Linked DNA regions of Macaca fascicularis: region 2 is linked to region 1. A link is a contact called in public Hi-C data. All regions are on one chromosome and are shown on one strand. Each heading gives the region's core, a stretch centred on a gene start, on an enhancer-like site or on the middle of the called end of the contact. The rest is flanking DNA. Distances are from core to core; before and after follow the strand shown. Region 1 has its middle 220 kb from the start of PTTG2. Region 2 overlaps LOC123573559 (a long non-coding RNA gene).

What was found. Hi-C and Micro-C count contacts between places; a contact is called where the count stands out from the background.
Region 2: a Hi-C map of liver shows a contact between it and region 1, with 2.6 times the contacts expected there. The contact joins two enhancer-like sites. A contact is called at or near these places in 2 of 2 Hi-C or Micro-C datasets (liver and skeletal muscle).

Annotation. Positions count from the first base shown.
Region 1 is chr5:37,481,394-37,485,814 of T2T-MFA8v1.1, forward strand. No RefSeq gene overlaps it. Among named protein-coding and RNA genes, the nearest start is that of PTTG2, 220 kb to the left of the region's middle. Within about 2 kb of position 2,313, at least 1 of the 6 cell types and tissues checked has an H3K27ac peak or open chromatin away from gene starts, as enhancers often do. A contact at or near this core is called in liver, where this site is marked.
Region 2 is chr5:37,637,029-37,641,231 of T2T-MFA8v1.1, forward strand. All of the region lies in intron 2 of LOC123573559 (a long non-coding RNA gene), which reads left to right. Among named protein-coding and RNA genes, the nearest start is that of KLF3, 330 kb to the right of the region's middle. Within about 2 kb of position 1,518, at least 4 of the 6 cell types and tissues checked have an H3K27ac peak or open chromatin away from gene starts, as enhancers often do. A contact at or near this core is called in liver, where this site is marked.

The DNA of each region.
Region 1 (4,421 bases), core at 1,063-3,562:
GTACTCAAGTCACCAAAATGTCGCTTCATAAGAGCTATTTTATTCCTCTTCAAACTCTCTTGAATATGAATTTTTAACATTTCCTTCCTCTCCAACACTGAACAGTGTTTTGCTGAGGGAAAGAATATCCAGATAGCGTCAAAACCAGATTGTTTTAAAACTCACATTGGGACTTAAGGGGGCTTGGAAAGCATGCTTCCCCTACCAAATCTAAATTACGGGCTGATTCAGAAGCTCTAAGTACCTCATGGCTCAGGTTAAGGGACTTATGACCCCAAAGACACCAAAGAGTTTGTAATCACTGTTCATCCCTGCGTACCCCACAGCGGAGCTGTAAATCTTTTGCCCTTTATAGAAAAAAAAAAAAAAAAAAAAAAAGGTAAGTGGGAGAAAGAAATTCCTCTTGTCAGCTTGAGCTTTAAAAAGAAGAAGGAAGTACGCGGTGAATGGATGTTTTTCAGCTCAGGCATATGTTGGAGGGAGGAAATGAGACTGAGGGAGAAGGAAAGTGCTGATGCAGAGGGTCCTCCTTGGCCTCAGAATGACCCGTGAGTCTCACCAGTTCCTGTAACAAACGCCACAGATGCCTCATGCGAAGAGCAAGTTTTGTAAGGAAGCTCTGGCATTGACTGAAGTCAGCATAATTAGGAGTGGTGCCAAGCAGAGTTCTCCTGTATGAGGAGCATTCCTTTCCTTTCCAACCATCCATCCATCCATCCATCCATCCATCCATCCATCCATCCATCCATCCATCCATCCGCCCCAGAAACAACTGGGGAAATCAGGCAGGAAGGACGGGAAAGAAATGGAAATTAAATACTATTAGTCACTGGCTATGTCATCGAAGATCAATGCTGATTGATTGCTAGTGGCTGCCTGGGGTGCTGTGTTGAGAAGGATTCTGAGGTCTAGTTTGTTTTTTACAGCAAGGAGTAGAACTGATCAGGGATTCAGCTACAGACAAGATGGTAGGGAGTGCCAGCAGTCACTCTCATGTTCAGAAATACCGCACTGTGCCAGTTCCCTGCCCAGGAATGGTTAAATGGAGGAGATGAAGGAAGGTTTAACCTGATGCCCACCCAAGGTAGATAAGAGTGAGAAGAGCTGGGCTGGTTTAGGAGGCAATGGTAAGATTTTAGGAATGAGACTTTGGCCTGGGCTGTATCTGCAGCTCTATCAGAAAAAAACGCACCCCTCCAAGCCTCAGGTTTTTTCATGTGTAAAACAGAATAAAACACTTTCCTTATAGGATTGGGGTGAGGATTAAATGTAAAGTAAAGGGCCTGGCTTGTAGTAATGTTTTATAGTTTCTTTCTGTTTTTGAGACAGGGTCTCATTCTGTTGCTCAGGCTAGAGTGCAGTGGCGTAACCAGGGCTCACTGGTGCCTCAAGCTCCTGGGCTCAGCTGATCCTCCCACCTCAGCCTCCTGGGTAGCTGGAACTACAAGTGCGCACTATCATGCCTGGATACTTTTTTGTAGACATAGGGTTTCACCTTGTTGCCCAGGCTGGGCTCAAATGATCCACCTCAGCCTCCTGAAGTGCTGGGATTATAGGCGTGAGCCACCACGTTCAGCCTAGAAGTGGTTTATATTTTTATATAATGCAAATGGTTTTAATTTGGCTTTAGACTTCAGTGGCTATTATCAATTAATCAATATCTATTTTGTACTTAATAGGTACAAAAGGCAACAGAAATACCTAAAATCCGGGGTGACAGAAAAAAGATACATAGAACAGAAAACCACGTGATCAGGGCCAAGTGGCCCATTTCTACTAGATATCTGGAAGAGGGGAGACACATGAACTGGGTGAACATTTGAGGATGAAGAGTAAAGGGACTTTGCTTTTCCCAGCTCTAAATTTGAAATATTCCTCTCTCTTCCTATGTGGACTTTTGTGGTCCTCAGAGGAGAGACCTCAATTCTGAGGAGTGGACAAGAGTAGGTCACGTTGCTGCTTACAAAACAATGACTCAGGCTGGGTGCAGTGGCTTGCTCCTGTAATCTCAGCTCTTTGGAAGGTCGAGGCGGGAGGATCCCTTGAGGCCAGGAGTTGGAGGCTACAGTGAGCTACAATGGTGTCCCTCCACTTCAGCCTGGATGACAGAGTAAGACCCTGTCTCTAAAATAAAGAAAAATCAAAACAAAACCAAACCCCAATGAATCAAAACCTTAGGTCCTTTCTGGATTTACCTGTATTAAAAAAGATGTTTACTTTGCCTGTTGGGGAGAGCCACTGAGAAGCAGTGTGAGGGGCTCCGTAGCTTCTGCAGCTTCCTGACTGCGGTGGGCGGAGTGTCAGGAAACCCTGCAGGCCAGGCCACACCCACCAGGAGAAACCAAAACAGAACGAGAAACCCCGTGCAGCAGAGCACGGCAAAGTCCTTTGTTGTTTAAAGTTTTTATCTTGCTTGTGGCAAGTCTGACGATTCAGCAACCACCACAGCTGCATTCGGCCAAGGGTTTCCTTGTAGGTCTTTTCTCCAAAGCCGGAACAAGAGCAGTGAGTTAGTCCTTTCCTCTGCCCAGCTCACGTTCCCGTTTCTGAAATGCGTTTAGGACAAGCGGAGCTGGGAGCAGCCGCCCTGAGATTTTTATCAGACTAATTCCGGTGAGAGGAGGCAGAGTAAAACTAGCTGTTTAGGTTCATGGGTGATGCATTTCTGGTCATGAACTTCAGCTCTCTGCATCCTCATGTTGAAATAAGTTGAAAGAGTCAACAGGTTTCCCATTACTTGGTTAATGGGAATTAACCAAGTTCCCATAGTAATGGGAACCCTTACTGTGGTTAACGACAGAGGATCATGAAGATTGAGGTTTCCAGACCCTGTTAGGGATACAGTGGAGATCTGCCAGCCACCATATTTTCTCTCCTGTGAATCCCCCAGATCAGTTGTGTCCCTACTGTGTGCTCTGAGCACAGGTGGTGGGGACCCTAAACCAGGGAGCAGCAAAAGGAGGGAAAAGAGGCAAAAGCAAGGCGAGGGGGCACGCCTGTGGCAGTACCTGCAAAGTGACGTGGGGGTGCTACATGCTTTCAGAACACAGCTGCGGCGTGGCCAGCAGCTGGTCTGGGTGTGGCTCTTGGGGGAGCTGCTGGGCTCGGTGCCGCTGGTGTCTGTTGCAACCTCACTTTCCTTATCTGGGAAATGAAGGCATTGGGGGCAGTGGGGGAGTCTGTCTGCTCTGCCCGTCAATCGTTATTACTGAGGCTCACACATTGTTGAAAAAGTCCAAGAATGTTTTAGAAAACACATATTGTAGGTATTTGTTCATTCATTCATGGATTGATTTATTCTCTCGCTGAAACTTTGTTTTTACACACTGACTCTGTGCTAGGTGCCGAGGGTACCCACACCAATAAGACTGGATTTCCTGCGCTCCTGGGCTCACAGTCTTGTGAGGAAGATAGACACATATGCAGATCATTCTAGAAAAATGATCTGCTTAGTAACAGAAGTGTGTGTACTGTGCTCAGCCCTGTCTGGAAGTGTGGAGAAGACTGACACAAGGGCCAGGTCTTGCAGGATGAGTAAGGATGTCCAAATGGTGAAAGCGTATTTCAGAGGAAAGTCTAGAGCTTGCAGAAAAGAACTTTGTCTGAGAGCCATGGTGAGGCAGAAAAAGAGTTTAAGGAGGCAGCAAAAGGCAGAGAAGGAAACATCGATTATCCTGTTCTATATCCAGGTGAGATTCCAGTTTATCAAGAGAGAAAAAGTCTCCCTTTGTCTTTACACTAAGAAACGCTTGGGTCTTTGCATTGGGGTGGCCCAACACCGTTTATATACCACAGAGCAGGCCACTGATGCTTGCTTTTACCAGGCCACGCAGAGGAAGGTATTTCTTGTTGCTATTTCTCACATAGACCTTTGATAAAGGCTGAAGACTTCATTAACACTGTTGTGATTCTTACCTTTTAGAGTCAAAGTCTCCTTGGAAAATGGGAGGAAAACAATAAACCATCTCCCCGGAAAATGCACATAATTTGCATAAAATTTCTGAGGTTTCCAGAAACATGCTCGCAACCCTCCATGCCCACTCGTGCATTGCAGGTAAAGACCTCTCACCAGTCTCAGGCTGTGAACCGGGGGACTGGAATAACACAGCCCAGATATAGAGCTTTATGGCGACCTGGCCTGATGTTGGCATGAAGTTTGGACACTGTTGAGGAAGAAATATTAGGCTGACCTTTCGTGGGCTGTGGCCAAGGCTGGGTGAGAGCAGAGTGTTGACAAGTGCCCTTTGCCCTGACTTCTTGTGGCTTGGTGGTCCTGGACCTGGGAAAAGCAGAAGCAGCTTTGTAGCTTGGCTTGTTAGTTGCCTGCCAAAGGAGCAGTAACCTGCGGTGAGGTTTGTTTGGCACACTGGCCTTTTTTTTTTTTTTTTTTGCCATTTATTCACTTGTTAGACTCGAGTGTA
Region 2 (4,203 bases), core at 268-2,767, 150 kb after region 1:
ACCTGTTGGTAATAGTGCCATAATGGGCATTCAATGATGTAGTGTCATTCACAGGACCTTAATCTCTTAGTCTGGTCTTCCTAGGGAACCAGCTGAGTGGCCTTGGACTCAACCCTGTACCTTTCTGCTCCTCAATTCCTCATCTGTGACACCAGCTTAATTCACCTGTTCTGTGTGCCCATAGGCTGTCATCTGGCTCAACTGTGAAAACGCTTTGAAATCACCATTATCATCATCCTCATGGTGGAGTTTTCAGTTGTGCAGGTACAACTGGAAGCCACTGTGTCAGAAGCGTTTGAACCAGAGCAACTCCATCTTGAATAGGGACTGGGTAAAATGAGGCTGATACCTACGGGGCTGAGTTCCCAGGTAGATAAGACATTCTAAGTCAAAGGATATGATACGATGTCAGCACAAGACACAGGTCATAAAGACCTTGGTGGTAAAACAGGTTGCAGTAAATAAAGAAGCCAGTTAAAGCCCACCAAAACCAAGATGGCAATAAGAGTGTAGGATCCTCACTACTACACTCCCACCAGTGCCATGACAGTTTACAAATGCCATGGCAACATCAGGAAGTTACCCTATATGGTCTAGAAAGGGGAGACATGAATAATCCACCCCTTGTTTAGCATATCATCAAGAAATAACCATAAAAATGGGCAACCAGCAGCCCTTAGGGCTGCTCTGTCTGTGGAGTAGCCATTCTTTTATTCTTTTCTTTTCTTTTCTTTTCTTTTCTTTTCTTTTCTTTTCTTTTCTTTTCTTTTCTTTTCTTTTTGAGACAGAGTCTGGCTCTGTCGCCCAGGCTGAAGTGCAGTGGCACGATCTCAGCTCACTGCAACCTCCACTTCCTGGGTTCAAGCGATTCTCCTGCCTCAGCCACCGAGTAGCTGGGATTACAGGCATGTACCACCACGCCTGACTATTTTGTATTTTTTTTTTAGTAGATTTGGGTTTCACCATGTTGGCCAGACTGGTCTCGAACTCCTGACCTCAGGTGATCTGCCCGCCTCAGCCTCCCAAAGCATATTCCTTTACTTTGTTAATAAACTTGCTTTCATTTTAGTCTACGGTCTCACCCTGCATTCTTTCTTGTGCGAGATCTAGATGGGGTCTAGATGGGGACCCCTTTCCTGTAACAAGTGTACAGTTTGAGGTCATTGAAAAACAACCAAGTCTAAGATGGGGCATGATACCATCTTAAGAATATTTGTATTTGTCTCTCTGACACTGTCTGCAGACTAGGGTCGCTCAAAGGATGGATCTCTTGACTTTCCAACTCTTACCAAGCATTTTGACAAGGGTGGGAGGGGTCCTTTAATAAGAGGTACAGGCGAAGGAGACAGGAACCAGCCTCTTAGTCTGGACCAGAGAAGGAACTCTGGTTCTACAAACAAATGAAAAGCTTAGGAAAGTCTTGTCCTGACAAAATTCACAGGCTTCTAATCCTCTCCCTTCCCTACCTTAAAAACACACAAGATTAAGGAAAAGACAAGAAAGGCAGTAAGATTCTTGAAAGAGCTTTCAAAAATGAGAAAAGAAAAACAAGAGAATAAACAGCACAATGTGTCCTGATACGTTATGTTTCCCTTTCGTTTTGCATTTTTTTCCCTTTCCTTCAAAAAAAAAAAAAAATCTAGGATCTTGTCTCCTCTAAGGAAAAATTTGGAAGGAAAATTTGACATAATCTCCAGAGCTGTAAAACTTCTTTGTATGCCGTCACTTTAGTGCTTTTTCTTACATTCCCTTAAGTAGCCAACCTACCATGTGGCGAGTTTGTGAAGCCAGGAAGGGAGGCAGTAACCCGAGAGGCGCTGCAGGGCGGCTCCCCAGGGCGAGGGAGGGCAGGCGGAGTCCCAGCTCCTCCCAGCCGGCTGAGCGCTCGGCCCCTCCTATGGCCGCAGGGGAAAAGGAGGAGAGACCTACATTTAAAAAGGCAGGAAGCTACCAGCTGCGGAGCTCCTGAACTGCAGAGTGAGAATTCCCATTTGTGAGGTCAAATCGAGGTCAAGAATTTCCTAACCATCTCTGAAAACCCCCTATTTAGGGGGTCAAGTCGGGCTGGCAACACCCCAGATCATTAACTAAATCTAACTTGATCTTCAAAAACACAGCCCAGGACTGTTTTTCTTTCTTCTGTCTGAAAGAATGTTTCTCAGTGGCATTTCTGTTACTTCCTGTTTGTGACCGGGCTTTCCTTGCCCTACTTCCTTTTTTAGGGGTTTAGGTTGCCTCGACGGCCATTTCCACTTGGATGGAAAAGGGGTGTGTGTGCGTTGGATTGGAAGGGAAACAGCTCACATTTATTTTTATGTTGTAAAACGCTTTTCTCATGCATTCACGTTCTTTCATTTACGTTCTATAGCAACACTATGAGACCAACAGTGTCTTATATGCCCAAATTACAGAGAAAGAAACTGAGGCTCAAAAAGATTAAATAAGATGTCCAAGTTCACTCATCACATAAAGGCGCAAAACCTGGATCTGCGTTCCAAGGGTCTGAAATCCAAAGGGGTTTGGGGATTTCACGGGGTCTGAATCTAAAACTGAAGTTGTTTTTCATTTATTGAACCCTTAAGGGAGACCTAACTTTAACTTATTTGGCAAAGCTTTCTTCAGGGGGGACTTTTATTCGTTCTTTATTATAGAGTTTATTCTTCAAATGTAACGAAAAGACTTAGCTTAGTGCCTTCCCCAGAGCAGTGGGAGAATTATGAAGGATGTACTATTACTTTTTTTTTTTTTTTTTTTTTTGGCAACCTCTCTGCTCTGCCATCTTTCACCCGCTATCCCAGGGCCAAGCTGGGGCGTTCATTGTTGCCCCGGAGCCAGGGCTGCACTTCCAGCGTCAGGCAGTAGGGGGAGCATGTGTGCAAGAGGAGGAAAGCGGCTCCAACTCGGGCAGGAAACGTCTGAGACCGTGTGTCCTTGCCCGGCTCCGGTTGAAAATTTAATTTTTTTTGCTGCCTGAATACTTAGAACCCATGGCTCCAAGCTTCTCTGCAAAAATTTATGCTTACTGATTTGTAGGGTGGGAAAAAACAGCCTCAGGGAGCTGTAGAAAAAGATTACATGTGTCCACTGGATCAGAGGAAGTGAAAACCTCCACACGGCTTCTGGGGAAGGATCCAGGCCTCCTGGCCTTCCCGCCCCTATGTGAGGGGGAGAGGACGCAGAGGCCCGCATTATGGGCCGTCCTGGGTCCACGCATCCCAGGGCCTCCACCCGAAACCTGCCAGAGAAGACAGGATTTCTTGTACAGTCCCTAGCGAAAGAATGAGAATGTACACGGCAAATGGGGAGAAACGTTTGTGTTTTTTCATTGTATCCCTGGCTTCTGCAGCAGTGCAGGTGGCTGGCCTGGCTTCTGGTACTCACATTGACAGAGCCTGTTAACTTAGGCTGCGCTTTGACAAGCGCCTTGAAGTCAGGTGGAAAAGAAACGAACGTCCTAAGCTTGAGCTCATACTAGGTCTGGGATAACTTTGAGTGCTGGCAGGTCACCTCTACTCCGGGATGTAGCTTTCTCCCATTTCTCCTTTCACCATTACAACTTTAGTTTCTTAACCTGGGAAAGAAAAGTTTCAAAACTGCAGCAATGGAGAACCCCGAGGGCTGGCTGGCAACAGTTTCATTCCCAGGAAAAGAGAGAAGAACCAAAAGTTGATGTTTGCCTGCACTTTGGATTTGGATGTAGGAGACAACTGATACTCTTTTTTTGATGGTAGTTATTTACAGAAAACGTTGGTCTTGGTTCCAAATACACATGAGATTTGTATTCTAATGCACCTGTTCCTGTGTTTTTTTTTTTTGGTTTAAAATGGTGACTTCCTAGGGTATTTTTCTAGACCAGTAGAAAAGATGTTAACCAAAGTTTCCTGTAAAACTACCATTTAGGTATCTCTGCTTTCATTCTGCTCTGGGGTAAAAACTCCCTTCACTCTGAATAAGTTAAAGAAGTATTTAGAGTAGTCGAGATAGAAATGGACAAGATGTGGACCCACTAAGAGTAGATGGCAATGATCTTTGGATCTCCACCCCTCACGGGATTTCCCCTAATATAAGATGAAACCTGTGTGTCGTTGGTAGGTATTATCATAGAGATACCTATGTATCCGCAATATAACGTGATACTTGTATAAGGAACTTACAATCTTCTGGTACAGTTCTCACCTCTCATGGCCCAAGAACCCATCAGAA